Linked DNA regions of Hordeum vulgare: regions 2 and 3 are each linked to region 1. Evidence: chromatin contacts called from public Hi-C data. All regions are on one chromosome and are shown on one strand. Each heading gives the region's core, a stretch centred on a gene start, on an enhancer-like site or on the middle of the called end of the contact. The rest is flanking DNA. Distances are from core to core; before and after follow the strand shown.

The links. Hi-C and Micro-C count contacts between places; a contact is called where the count stands out from the background.
Region 2: a contact with region 1 is called in a Hi-C map of seedling, with 2.9 times the contacts expected there. The contact joins the enhancer-like site here to the promoter of LOC123443482 in region 1. A contact is called at or near these places in 2 of 6 Hi-C or Micro-C datasets (leaf and seedling).
Region 3: a contact with region 1 is called in a Hi-C map of seedling, with 4 times the contacts expected there. The contact joins the promoter of LOC123443483 here to the promoter of LOC123443482 in region 1. A contact is called at or near these places in 3 of 6 Hi-C or Micro-C datasets (leaf and seedling).

Annotation. Positions count from the first base shown.
Region 1 is chr3H:192,013,666-192,018,693 of MorexV3_pseudomolecules_assembly, forward strand. LOC123443482 (cell number regulator 5) reads right to left here and starts at 2,936. Exons shown (of 5, transcript XM_045119864.1): 1 at 2,918-2,936; 2 at 2,521-2,623; 3 at 1,733-1,909; 4 at 202-428; 5 at 1-19. The coding sequence starts at 1,907.
Region 2 is chr3H:192,786,502-192,791,529 of MorexV3_pseudomolecules_assembly, forward strand. It overlaps the pseudogene LOC123441620. Among protein-coding and RNA genes, the nearest start is that of LOC123443485, 260 kb to the left of the region's middle. Within about 2 kb of position 2,015, at least 3 of the 3 cell types and tissues checked have open chromatin away from gene starts, as enhancers often do. A contact at or near this core is called in leaf and seedling, where this site is marked.
Region 3 is chr3H:192,526,888-192,531,915 of MorexV3_pseudomolecules_assembly, forward strand. LOC123443483 (SUN domain-containing protein 1-like) reads left to right here and starts at 2,288. Exons shown (of 2, transcript XM_045119865.1): 1 at 2,288-3,451. The coding sequence starts at 2,420.

The DNA of each region.
Region 1 (5,028 bases), core at 1,686-4,185:
AATCGCCGCATGGTGCTTCCTGCAAAGTAAGAACATTTGTGATAAACAACTTTGGTCAAGGAAAGGAACACATAGCTAAAATAAATCACAACATGAATGCATAATAAGGTAATTGCGAAGGATTATGACATGTCAGCGGGCAAGGAGAAACAAACAACAATAGAGGATATTAACAGACTAGCACAAGTTCAAACTACGCACCGGAAGGTTGTACTTCGTTCTTAGTGCTTGGCGGTATCCACAAGCATAACAAGCAACAGCAGACCCTGGAACTGCTAATACAAGCCCCCCAGTACACAGACAGCAGAAACTTGTCAGAAGGCCCCAAAGCATGCAATGGGTGGTGCATGATCCAGCGAGAGTTCCAGATCCCAAGAACTGTGCATTTTTTCCAAAAAGAAAGCAGGGGCAAGTCGCACCAATACAACCTAGAAATAAGACGAGAACAATTTAGGGCATAAGAACAGTTTTCCTTTCCTGCAATTAAAGGGTATTTTTATGCATGTCCTGATAACACCCCCAAATTGGATTCATGTTATTTCTAAGCCTATCAGGACTTTGTCAAACAAAGCAATGCGGCAATAGTCCACACAAAATTAAAGTATTGGGAAGCAGAATTAAGAGGTGGTTAATGGATGTAGGACCAACTCTGCATTGCAGGCTTAATGTGTCTTAAACATTCTCCTTAAAGATGCCCTTGAAATAGTACCAAGAAATCATGTTTCAATATTGTTTTACTATATAAGCCATAAAAAGTCAGTCATATACTAAGCACCTAGTTACTGTGAAACCAGACGACATCCAGAAAAGCCCGAGAGAAAGAGCAACAAACAGGATAAGACTAAATATTAACATGTTCTGTTGAAATAGGTTAAGAATAACATCGATCTGATCTTACATTATCTATTCAAATTTAAATTCATATTTCCCTCCAATTCAGCTTCATACTAACATGCAAATGGTAGCTAGCTGCATTTGTAACCACGAGAAGTAGTTCTGATTTTGTTTCCAATCCTCTGCCAGTAACCATAGTCCATATATGAGAAGGCAGTAGGAAGCTATTGATAACTTCTCGATAAATTGGCACATTATCACAGATTTCTCTATTTATCTTAAGGATCTCAGTTTGTCTCATCATTATACAAGTTTGACTCCAGTGAGATTGCGCGAGTAATGTTAACACTCGGAACACTGAACAGCACAGTTGATTTTGCTACTCTTGTATTAATATTTTACTACCAAAGATAAGATATTATCTTCATCTAGAAAGATGTATTGGAACATTAATACATTACTCTCGTATTGTTTTAATACTTGAATATCAATTACTTCATGGTTATTTATAACCTAGAGGTGTAGCTAAGCATTTGACCAGGTTACCCCAGCGGCCAAGAAATATAGAGGTACTGCCCGTCTCTACAAGAACTACATATAACTCAGAGCACCACCAACTACTGAAATTCAAAAAATAAAGGCAAGAAGTTTTTCTCATGAGTCATAACTATGAACAATTTCTCTCTGTATTATGCACTTGCTCCTACTTCCTTATGCACTATGTAGTAAGACTAAGAGAACATCAGACTAACCACCACTAGGTACAGAAAAACGAAGATATTAAATAGGCTACTAGGTACCGTTTGAAGATTTACTTTTTATCCTATCATGCAACCAAATAGCACCTTTTATCTTTCCTTCTGTAATTCAAGGAGTCACGGGTCAGAAAGTAGCATACAGCTCTGTGGATCATCAAAACAAGCACAGATGCCTGAAGACCATTGTGTAGGATCCCTGCTTAATCTTTGGCGCGTGGCAATGTTCTCCTCCACCTCAGGAACGCTATCCTCCTCAGTATCTACACCATATAACGGAACATACTGCGGCGGAACATAGCTTCCTTTTCCAACCATCTCTGTAACACAAAGGCAGTTCTGGTAAAATAAAAGAATTACAACTTCACTAAGAGAAGATAAAACATTCAACACTGCCGCATAACGTGGTGCAAAGACCGAGCTTTAGTGATGACATTATGAATTGTGAACTCCGGGTGTGTTTGAGGTTTCGCGATGCCATTTCGAATTGTAAACTTCAGGAGTATTAAAGACCAACAGAAGAATTCAGCATGCTTTTGAAAGAGTAAATGCATGTTTACCAATTAACTCTTGAATTGATAGCATGTCCTAATCCAGATAACTCACAAGAAATATATAATCGAGAAATATAGCAAGTTGGCAAAAACAAGCAAGACAACATTCCTGGTTGTTCGTGGGAAAAGATAGATTTTGCATCGGAACCACCATCTTCACGCGATATGAATTCAAGCTTTCCTATTCGGTGTCGAACTCATGAACTCAACATAGAAACAGAATTATGGATCTAATCCACAAATCGAGAAACCATATAACGGTAACAACGGATTCTTTCCTACGATTGCGCCACACGGAACTCTTATAATAATGGTAAATAATCCTATCAGGGAGGACGTGAGATAAATTAACAAGTAAAAAATGCCAGACTGCTCACCAATAAATCGGTAAAGACCCCTGAAGCGCCGACGACCAAATTGGTGCTTATCCGCGGCCTCGCCTCACCAGTTCCGGAACGCTCTGTCCGCCGAATGCCCGAGCTGCGGATTCCAGATTTCAATTGATCAAGAAAGAAAGCAGAAACCCGATCCAGGAACGAGGTGAGATTTGGGCAAAAGCCAACAAAAGAAAATCGCGTCGGATGCCACCCGTCGGATATTCGGGCGGCAGATAAGAGGGAAGGGGAGGGGAGCCGGTGGCTGTATTGCCGGCGTCGTACATGCGCTTCGGCAGGAGGAGATATCCGGTGCGTGTTAGGAATGGACGGGAGGGCGAGGTCGAGCTTAGCTCGGGGAAGAACCGGAGAACACGTAACACGTTCCGAGGAAGCTCACCTTGAGAAACCGCCGCAGCGCTTTGAGATTCGCGGCGGAACTGTCGGTGCTCGCCCAAGTTTTTCCCTCAGCCACCATGGCGATGCAGCCAAACCTAGCCAAGTGGGCTGGCACAGTACGGCCCAGCCCACGCTTAAACATGACAGCACAGCACGCCTAGGCACGTTTATATGTGGGCCATGCCGTCTCGGCGGGCATTTGCTCGGCACCCGTTGCGGACGAATCCTACTCCGCATTTAACATCACAGACACCGGTTGAGAGTAACTAGTTGAGGAGCATTTCCTTAAAAGCCTCTTAACAATCAGTCCGATGCATTGTCATTTGATGCGGTTTTAGCCTCCGCCACGTGTCATGTTCTCAACGTTTTCTTCGAATTTTGTCTTTTTTTCACATACATTTTTGACTTTCTAGATTATTATTTTTTTAAGTTTTTTTGCGTTCCAGTTTTTCATCGGTATTCCTTAGCTTTTGGGCGAAAAATAAAAAAAATCGTGACTTTGTTTTTCGTGGGAGATACGGTTTTGCTTAAGCGAGAGGCATAGTTTGAAGTGTTTTCTGCTTTTTTTCCTATTTTGCATGCGTCTGGTTCTCTGCAATTGACGTCTGAGCGGCATTGGGTCGGCCCATTATGGATTTATTTTCCTGTTTTGGAAAGTCAAAAAGATATGCACATGGGGATTCGAGCACTAACCTCTAACTACCAGGCCACCACTATGCTAGCACCGTACACAACCGAGGAGGTCAAGAGTGCCTTATTTAGCATCGGGGATTTGAAGGCACCCGGATCGAATGGATTACACGCAATCTTTTATGAGAAATTTGCCAATTCTAGGTGAGGAATTGGGACAAGAAGTGATGCATGCAATTAATATTGGGTTCATCCCGGAAGGGTGGAACATGACAACTATTATGCTCATATCGAAGATTGAGAATCCGGAGACGATATCCCAATTTAGACCCAGCAACTTATGTAACATTTTTTATAAAGTTATATCAAAGATGTTGGCTCCGAGACTTAGATTACTACTCCAAATATCATCAGCGAAACACAGAGTGCCTTCATGCCAGGAAGGATTATTACTGACAACGTAATTGTGGCATATGAGTGCCTGCATACGATGAAGAAAAGGAAAACAGGGGGAAGTTGGAACTTGTGAGGTGAAGCTAGACATGGAGAAAGCATATGATAGAGTAGAGTGGGTGTTTCTAAAATCCATACTTGGGAAACTTGGCTTTGATGCGAGATGGATCAACCTAGTAATGGTGTGTGTGACTTCGTTCACTACAAAGTAAGGTTCAACTCAAACGAAACCTTACCATTCTCACCAACCAGGGGTCTTCGGCACGGGGATCCACTATCTCCTTATCTGTTTCTCTTGTGTGCGGAAGGTCTATCTGCACTAATTGATCACGAGGAGAATGTTTGGAATTTAAAGGAAGTACAGGTGTGTCGTGACTCCCCCAAAATTTCACATCTATTATTTGATGATGACTCTCTTATATTGATGACAGTTGATCCTATGAATGCTCGAACATTGAGGACAATACTGGATGATTATTGTTCGACATTGGCCAAGTGGTGAGTGAGGCCAAGTGTTCTATTTTCTTTTGTCCTAATACAGAGGTGGAAACAAAGGCTGACGTGTGCTAGATCTTGAATATAATGACGAAATCTCTTTTTGATAAGTATTTTGGGGCTGCCATCTATGATTGGCGTGGATAAGGTAAATTGTTTCAAACACCTTATTGAGAGAATCCAGAAAATGGTGAATGGTTGGAAAGAGAGAACTCTATGCTATGGTGGGAAAGAAGCATTGATTAAAGCGGTGGGCCAAGCCATCCCTACATATGCGATAAGTGTATTTAAAATCCCAAAAAAAACTGTAAGGGAATCACTGATGCAATATCGCAATTTTGGTGGGGCGACAAGGAAGACCATAGAAGGATCCATTGGTTTGCTTGGTGGAAAATGTGTGTGACAGAGGAGAAAGGAGGTATGGGGTTCCGAGATGTACAAAGTTTTAACTTGGCCATGTTGGCCGAACAGTGATGGAGACTGATTGAGCAAAATGAGCCTTCATGTGCAAGAGTTCTAAGAGCAAGATATTAT
Region 2 (5,028 bases), core at 765-3,264, 770 kb after region 1:
TGAGATCGCTAGACTAGTAAGATTTTCTCAGTCTTCTGATTGGTTTGAAGAACCATTAGTTGAAATTGTAACGTTACTCTTAAACTATGTTTTGATTATCTCTAACGAATAAAGTTCATGTTTTACTCAAAAAAAGGAGTTCATCATCAGCAACAACATATGTTATCTTTTGAAGAGTGGTGTCTCCTAGATTGGTTAGATGTCACTTGGGAGCCCCAAACTTGTAGAGTTGAACCAAAGAGTTTGCAGGGGCAAGGAGTCGTTACTTTGTGAATCTGTGATCACTTATACAAGGTTGCTTCTTCGTGGACCCTTCATGGGCGGAACCCTTCATGGGCTCGCGCAACCATTATCCTTCGTGGGTTTAAGTCTCCATCAATATGGAAGTACCATAGCACCTCCTATCAAAACCATGCCAAAAATCATCATGTCTTCATTGCATTTAATTTTCTCCAAACCATTCTTCAACTTTCATGTGAAGAGTCTTTACTTTCCCTTGACACTAAGTATACTTGCATGTGTAGGGTGCTAGTAGACTTGATAGAATTTCTATAATCTACGAATAACTAAAACTGAGAAAAGACAATATTTTTAATTGATCAAGTAGTCTAGTCACTCCCTCTCGACCTACTTTCGATCCTACATCAGGGAGCTCCGAGAGCGAGGGCAAAGAGCGGAGGGGTGGAGTGTAGCAACATAAGGGTCCAAGAGAGGGGTTGTCTTGGACCAACCTCTCAGATTCGATGTAGTGGACACTTGACACTCTTTTATAACTCTTCTCCATTTGGATGAGATAACTGGATCTCGCCTATTCTGACTGTTTAGATATAAACTTGGAAGCCCACTGAATTACTAGTGTGTGAACCAAAATAAATGCCCACCTTGAACATGCCCTAAGAGGCCCCACTTGAGTAGTATCTCCTGTGCCCCTAGCTCGTTCGTGAGTTGCCTAAAATTAGGAGAGAGTGGCACTGCCTTTGAGACTTGTTAGTCGGCTCTTCAAGCGCTCGCGAGCCAAACCCACGTTGACATGTGTACCCGCGTGGGTCGGCCCAATAACGTAACTGCTACCTCGCTAAATCACCCTCACATTTGTTCGCTTGGTTGACCGTTGTTTGTTTGATTGGTTGGTCGTTGGTTCATGACCATTGTGTGTCGACTTTCTCTACACAATTAGAGATTTGGAATGCAAACACGTTCCTAATTTGAAAGAAACACCAGTTTAAGAAAGGTTCAAGGATTTGAAAATACTCACGAGTTTGAAAAGATCATGAATTCTAAAATATTCGCAAATTTGAAAAAAGTTCATGAATTTAATTTTTTTTTGAAAAAAGTTCATGGATTGAAAACCGGTCAAGAATTTGAAAAGGGATTAGAAGTTCAAAAAACATTTACAAATTTGAAAAACGTTCATAATATTAAAAAAAGCTCACGAATTTGAAAACGGGCCAAGAAAAAACAGAAAAGGAAAAAATAATGAAAAAACAGAAAAGGAAACATAATTAAAAACCTTCATAACTCGTCCCAAGAAAACTAGGCGAACATTAACCCAGAAAAAAACTATGAAACCTTGTAAAAGCGTCCCAAAACTGAGAAAAATAGCCTACATTTTTTAGGGATAAAAAACTATATATGGACCAGCCATATTAGCGTAGAGAAACTTGGCACATGGCGGTGTGGACGAGCATAAAAGAAAAATGGTAAAAGGACATAGCAACAGACGGTGTGCACCAAGTTTCACAAAAAGTAATAACTACTCTCTCCATTTCTAATAAACGACTCAACTTTATACTATCTCTAATACAAAACTACATTAAGATTGAGACACTTGTTTTAGGATAGAGAAAGTAGTGCTTAAGATACTAAATAAGAATTGGAGCTACCTTTTAGGTTAGGGCTAGTTTTCGGCCCTTGGAGAGAATCAGATGGCGTCGGCTACTAATGGATCCATTGTGGCCCAAAAAAGTATTGCAGAGATCTTCGGTTTATAGGGACAGCCTATGTCTCGCTCGTAGCAGGACATAGGGCAGTCTTGCCCGTGAGCACACTATACGGAGTCGGTGTTGGACTGGCTCAATAGGGACCAGGCGTCGACATCGTGTTTATTTTCTTCCTTTTATCCTATTTTTATTTGTAATAAAGAAAATCCTAAAAATAAAACACGTGAATCTGAAAACTGTTAACACTGAAAAAAATTTGTTTGTGCAACTAAAACATTTGTATAATTTTACAAAATGTTCGTGGGCATGATTTGTTTTTCGGTATTTAAGAACAATCCATGTGTTTTTAATGTATATACAGTGTCAAAAATAATTAATTTGCATAGTAGAAAAAATGTTTCATACCATTTAAACAAATGTAAGTGACATTTTATAGAATTGTTCCCGTGTTTACAAAAAATATTTAGGATACTTAAAAATGAATATAATTTTTTTTCGCGTAGTATTGAATAATTTTTTATTACCATTTAGAAAATATTTCAACAAGTATTTGAAAATGTACCGACCATTTATTACCAAGTATTAGAAAAGCTGTTCAACACATGGTATTAATTTTTTTTGAAACATACATTGTACATCTGAGAAATGTACAATGTGTACCAAAAAACTTTTCATTTGTGCACTAAATATAAAACTGTGTAAAGATAAAAAAAAAGTACAAATGTGTTGAAAAAATGATAAGAAAAGACCAAGAAACATAAGAAAGAAGAAATGCAAGGAAGAAAAATAGAAAACCGAAGTATAGGAAAAACATGAAAATTTTGATTTTTTATATATATTAGAAAAATTGCAAAACGTAACCTCTGAATTAACACTTAATCATGCATTTGAAAAGTAGTAAACATGAATAGATTTTCTTTTTATATATAATGTACAACCTGTATGGTAAAAGTAGACATAAAAACTAAATATATGAAAACATGTTAATGATATAATTAAAAAATTAAACTTGTGAATAAAAACTATTCCTGATGTATACAAAAAGTGCACAACGTGTAAAAAAGTTAGATATCAAAAACATATAAACGAAAAATCTTAATAATGTATATTAAAAATATTATATTTTTATAAAAATAATGTTTAAAACACACATATATATAGAAAATGTTAAACATCAGTATGAAAATGTTCCTTAGATATAAATAAATCTGCAATATAGATTTTTAAAACTAAAAATCAAAAATCAAATATTTGGAGAAAAGTTTAATCATGTATTTACAAAATATTCGACATGTCCATAAAACATATTTCAAACATATACGGAACATGTTTCATGTATATGAAAAAATTTAATATATATAAAAAATGTTCATGTTCTACACTAAAGGGTATAGAAAAAATATACTCCCTCCGTTCGGAAATACTTGTCCTAAAAGTAGATGTTTCTAGACTTATTTTAGTTATAGATACATCCTTTTTATACATTTCTAGGACAAGTATTTCCGGACGGAAGGAGTACAACAAAAGGCAGCTTAAAACCTTGTAAACCGGGAAAGAAACAAAGAAATCCGAAGGTAACCGAGTATAAAAGAGAGAAAACGACAAAGAAATAAAGGAAAACTAAAAATAACATTGAAATATTAAATTGAAACAAATAAAACCAACAAAAAACAAAAGAAATTTCGTACGAAAGAATGAAAACAATGAAATGGAGAAATAAACAGTTAAAAAAAGAAAACCAAGGAGGAAACAAGGAAAACCAATGAAAACAGGAGAACAATAGAAAGATATCTTAAAAAGGTGAAAACCAACAATGAAAGAAACAAATAGAAAACCAGTGAATAAATAATGAAAACCAAAATAAAAAACAAAATACAAGGAGAAAAAAGCAAATGGCACCTAAAAGAAATAGGACAAAAGTCGGGGAGTTCCTAGTCGGCGTATTAAACGTCGGCTAGGAGAACTGGCGCCCACGCGCCCAGGAAATTGGGCCAGCCCAGTTTTACGGTCGCTTTCGTATAGGAAGTACCAAAAAGCAAAAACATTTGAAAATATGTTCACGCATTTTAAATGTTCAATCTGATCTGGAAAATGGGTTCATAAATTTTTAAAAAATTCATGGATTTTTAAAAAATAGTTCATGAACCTGAAAAAAGTTCATCAATTTTAAAAAAATAATCAAATTTCAAAACTTTATCGAATTTCGAAAAAAGTTCATGAAATTTGAAGAAAGTTCATCAAAATTTTAAAAATAAAGTTCATCAAAATTTTAAGAGAGTTCACCACAGGTCAGAAAAGTTCATCTATTTTTTTAATAAGGAAAATCATCAATTTTTAATAAAAACACGAATTTTGAAAAAATTCACGCATTAACTTAAAAGATAAAATGAAAAAATAAAACCCCAATAAAACAGCCCCGCAAATGACCAGCGAATCGGGTAAAACGGTTTGGGAAGGTTCTGGAAGCTTCCAAAAATTGAGGAATTCCCGCTATCGGAGCAACAAATAAAAACAGGAATAACATGTTTGTAACACGTAGTCGTTTGTCGCGTAGTAATGGGCGTCGCTCGCATCGAAGTAACTAGTCACGTGTTCGAACTCCCACAGCGTCCCTTTTTTCTAAACGTTTTAACGAATAAAGATGAACCGGCCCATCCCATACAGGTGAAGGGATGCGTTACAGGTGCCCGTTTGTGAACAGGCGCATAAGCGTCCAAAGAGAAACGACACTAAACCTGTACAGCCACCAACACGTCGAGCGAGCAAGTGCAACTGCGATGAGAGAAAATGGGCCGGCAGGCCGAAATCCTTGAAGCTATAAGTGAGAAATAACATTTAGAGTGCTTATTCGCGTAATGATGACACTCATTTTCAAATTTATCGATAACCGAGATACCCACCGACCAAACAAGGAAAATAAGTCTTCATTATGTGTGTCACCGTTGCTTCATCCTGTCAGCCCATATATAATACCGTATACCATTTGAACTGTTCTATGTCAAGGATCGGTCAATTAGATAATATCGACTTCACACCTATATATACGTCTTCAAATACTGACCGAATCACCAACCCCACGAAGCTATGC
Region 3 (5,028 bases), core at 1,038-3,537, 510 kb after region 1:
TTATAGATGTGGAGTTAGGGCAAGAGGCATCAGGAGGTGGACCCAAGCCATCAGGACGTGACCACCCCCTTGGGCACGCTCTCGTGGCTTGGAGCTACCTCGTGTGGCGTCAGGTATCCCTCTGAAGCTTCCAGTACTTATTTTTGTCAAAAAAATCACCAAAAAGTTTTATTGCATTGGACTTTGTTTGGTACTGATTTCCTAAAAAGCCAATAACTCGCAGAAATTAGCAATTGGCACTAGGTTAATAGGTTAGTTCTCAAAAATGATATAAAACAACATATAAATGCATATAAAGAATCCAAGATTGATAATATAATAGCATGGGAAATCAAAAAAATTAGATACATTGGAGATACATCAGCATCCCCAAGCTTAATTCCTCCTCGTCATCGAGTAGGTAAATGATAAAAACAAATTTTGATGTGACATGTTACCTAACATGTATTCCTTTTTAGGTATGATCACTGAGAAATGACTAACTAATAAACATCAACATAGTAATATCCATATACATAAGTAACACAATCATCAATTTTGATAAAGAATGTTTACCCCCCCCCCCATTCATTTTACCATATTAGCATGGCATGGCTCCGTCTTCACCATATAAATACAAATTTCAAGCACCATAGTGTTAAGCCAAGCAATTGGATCGTACATCTTTATGCACTTCATCATTTTATACCTCACTCAATACATGAGCTAGAACCATGGACATAACATATAGGTAGAATAGAATATGGTAGTACCTATCAAATGAGTAAAAGTGGAGAAGAAAGTATCACATCAACTAGGCGGACCAATGGTCTATGAAGATGCCCATCAATCGATATCAATGCGAGGAGTAGGAATTGCCATGCAACAGATGCACTAGAGCTATACGTGTATGAAAGCTCAACCGAAGCTAAGTGGGTGTGCATCCAACTTGCTTGCTCATGAAGACCTCGGGCATTTGAGGAAGCCCATCATCGAAATATGCAAGCCAAGTTCTATAATGAAAAATGCCCACTAGCATATGAAAATGACAAAAGATGAGACTCTATATGAAAAACATGGTGCTTTCACTAAGCAGAGGTGTGGGAAAAGAGGTAGTAGCACTCTCCCTTCTCTCTTTTCTCTCTTTTTTTCTTTTTTTCTTTTTTCTTTTTCCCTTTTTCTCTCATTTTTCCTTTTTTTCTTTTTCTGTCTGGAGTCTCATCCCGACTCATGGGGGACTCATTGTCTCCATCATCCTTTCCTCACTAAGATAGTACTCTAATAATGATAAACATCACACTTCGATCTACTTACAACTCTATATGAAAAACTGTGAAACAATATGACTCTATATGAATGCCTATGTCAGTGTACCAGGATGTGCATTCACTCATTTTGTTTCGTATGTAGTCTCTTAGTGAAATCTCTAAAATGTCTTATATTTTGAAACGGAGGGAGTACCAACTAAATGCTGATTGGAGGGAAGGAACATATCACGTAGCTAATGGAAAACCACCGTGGTCGCCCTGCATTTCATAAGAGGCCTAAGAGCAAGTACAATAAGGTACAGTCAACAGACTGTAAGGATTAAAATACTATATTTTTGCTGAGTTGAATGAGAGAGAAGAGGAGAGAGAAGGGAAACGGGCTCTTCGTAAAGAGTCAGCTCTAGCACGTGCTCCTAGGTGCTTTGTGAGAATGAAACGCGGGCCATATATGATAAAAGTAGTATTTTTTTATAGCTAACTATTATACAAGCTAGTTATAAGGTGGACTATAAGACTGCTTATAGCCAGCAGTTGGCTATACTATTAACCATGCTCTAACACATCGGAACGGAGGGAGTATGTGTCATGCATGTTAATAAATGAGGTCATCTATGATACTATGCATTATGAAGGTAGTATCATATATAGTACCATATGCATGCTACTACTATATGATACTCCCACTATGGTCAGCCTTAATAACCAGCGCATGCATGCATGCATCAACTCCACTCGGCGTTAGCAGCAAATTGGGAAGGCGCATGCATGAGTAATACTAGTACTAATTAATAAAAGTAATTGATTTCACGCCTTAAACCTTGTCTATTTTAAAAACACACGTGAATTTAACTGTGTCTTAAACCGTGACAGAGGGAGTACTACTCAAAACCATCGAAATTGATTCGAGGCAACGTTGTAGGCGTGTGGATATGTGTGAAGGTAATGTTCCTATCCTGCGTCCCCACCCGTCGGTGGCCGCAGGAACAAGGACCGTCGTTTCAGCTTTTGATCCAGCCCAGCGTATGCGTGCCTGCCACGCTGTTGCTTTCCCTCTCTTCACTCCATTCGATTCGATCCCCACCCATTCAATTTCCCCGGAATTCCCCACCGATTTCCCCCCCAAAGTCGACTCCACCCAACCGCCTCTCCCTCGAACCAGATTCCCCACACCCATGGCGTCCCCGTCCATCTCCGCCGCTGCGGTGGCCAGCCCCGTCACCCCGGTAGCCCTAGACCCCAGCCCCATCGCATCCCGGCCCCCCGCCGCCACCGCCCCGGTGCGCAAGCGGCCGGTCCTCCTCCTCGACCAGCGCCCCCATCCCCCCACCCCGACGTCGCGCACCGCTGCCGCTGCTGCCGCCGCCGCTGCGCCCCTGTCCCAGGCGCGGCGGAAGAGGGGGCTGTCGTCCTCCGGTCGGCCCAGGTGGCAGACCGCGCTCAGCGTCGCCGCCAAGAACGCAGCCCTCCTAGCCGTGCTCCTTTACCTTGGCGACCAGGCCTGGCGCTGGGCGCACCCAGCCCCTCTCGCGCCGCCAGACAACGCTGCGCTCGCGGGTTACACTGCCCGCGTCGACGACGTCGAGGCCTCCCTCGCCCGCGCCTTCGGGGCGCTGAAGGTGCAGCTCGAGGCCGTGGACCGCAAGATCGACGGCGAGGTTGGGGCCGCTCGGGGCGAGCTCGCGGCGCTGCTGGAGGAGAAGAGGCTTGCCCTTGAGGGACAGCTCAACCTGCTGGACGCCAGGACCGACGACCTGAACGACGCGCTGGGCGGGCTCAGGCGGATGGAGTTCCTCAGGAAGGACCAGTTTGAAGCATTCCTGGATGAGTTCAAGGAGAGCCTAGGCTCAAACTCTGGCACTGAGGTCGATCTGGATCAGGTCCGCGCGTTGGCCAGGGAGATCGTCATGAGGGAAATAGAGAAGCATGCCGCCGATGGGGTTGGCAGGGTGGACTATGCCGTGGGATCTGCTGGGGGAAGAGTTGTCCGCTACTCGGAGGCATATGATGCTGGGAAACGTGGTGGTCTTCTTTCTGCATTACCATTTGGTGGTGGAGACAATGGTGACCAGTCACAGAAGATACTTCAGCCGAGCTTTGGGGAGCCCGGGCAGTGCTTTCCCTTGAAGGGGAGTAGTGGGTTTGTGGAGATCCAACTGAGGAAGGGGATAATCCCTGAGGCAGTCACACTGGAGCATGTGTCCAAGGTAATATTTCCTGACAATTCTCTGTTAACCTTGCATTCAGTTATTCGGTGCCCTAATATATTTCAAGTTTATTCATGAAATAGATAGTTTGACCAAAATGTAGGAGTATGATTAGTTGGCTGTTGCCTGTTTGTGAATACAAATTGTTAAGATCCTTAAGGGGCTTAATGTATAACTTTTTTGTGGCAGCTGAGTGATTTTGCTTAAGGGTTTTGATGCATATTCTCTTGTAGCATTTGGGTACTATCATGGTATGTTGGGAGGTCAATTTGAGACCATTTTATACGAATTACGAACTACACCTGTTTGGTTGTTAGCATTCTTAAGCCTTTATGTCTAGTCACAAGTACTATCAGTACACTCTATTTGCTCTGAATAATTGTTCTTAAAAACTTTGTGGATGTTTTTTTTTTCACACAGAACATTCGGATGCACCACTTTCTGATTTGTTTCTCAAACATTATGCTTTTGTTTAATACCACATCCTATATATACCTAAATAGTTGATCCCACTACATATATTAATCTCAACATGCACACATGCCATCTCATCAAAGGCTCACTGCACATGCATGGGAAAAAGTTTCCATTATTATTTGATCCCCATACTTGTATTTATCTCAATATGCACACATCCCACCTCACCACCCATGCCACCTCAAAGAGCCATCTCAACATGTATGGAAAAAGTTTTCCACTATATTATGCTACTTGTATTCAATAGATATTTTTCTACTATACAATAATCAAATACAATATATAATATGTACAAACCAAATCGCATTGAAATATATTGCAACTGATTCCAGCAACAACGCGTGGGGTGTCATCTAGTTTTATTAAATAACTATACTAGTAATATATTTCCAGTGAACTCATCACAGTTCTGAGCCAGTGAACTATACTTCACCATTTCGGAATTTGGTATATTATTGATCTTAGTTGAAGCCAATGATACCGCTGTTTTATTTTGTTCCTGTTAATTTGAACTTTTAAAGTACAATTCAGGTACTCCCTCCGGTTCGAATTAATTGACGCAGCCTCTATACAATGTCCTCTATTCATTGTATAGAGGCTGCGTCAATTAATTTGGATCGAAGGCAGTAGTTTTTACTGTTATTTTTATTTTTATTGACTGGAGGCTCAGCTTTGTTGTAGGCTTGTCTCATTTTGTTCTCATCCTTCTAACAAATAACTTAATTGTTGCTTCATCTCCTGCTATAGGCAACCTGACTAAAAGAATAGAAGGTAAATGTGATTGTCCTATTTTTTTCTTAGTTAAACTTAAGTTCATAAAAATAATAATCAATATATACAATATGCAATAAATTAATTTATGAAAGCATAGTTCATCATAGATCTAGTGGTATTGATTGGGTAGTGTAGACGCTGCTATTATTTTCTATAAAACTGGCCAGATTTAAAATGGTTTGACTTGAGACAAGTTAATAGGCCCCGTAAACCCAGACGGAGGCAGTACTGATTTAGCACATAGCTGTATCAGGTTATGGCCTTTTGATGCTTATTGGAAATGTAATAGTAAATGTCTATTCTTGATAGTTAACCGTGTTTACTCT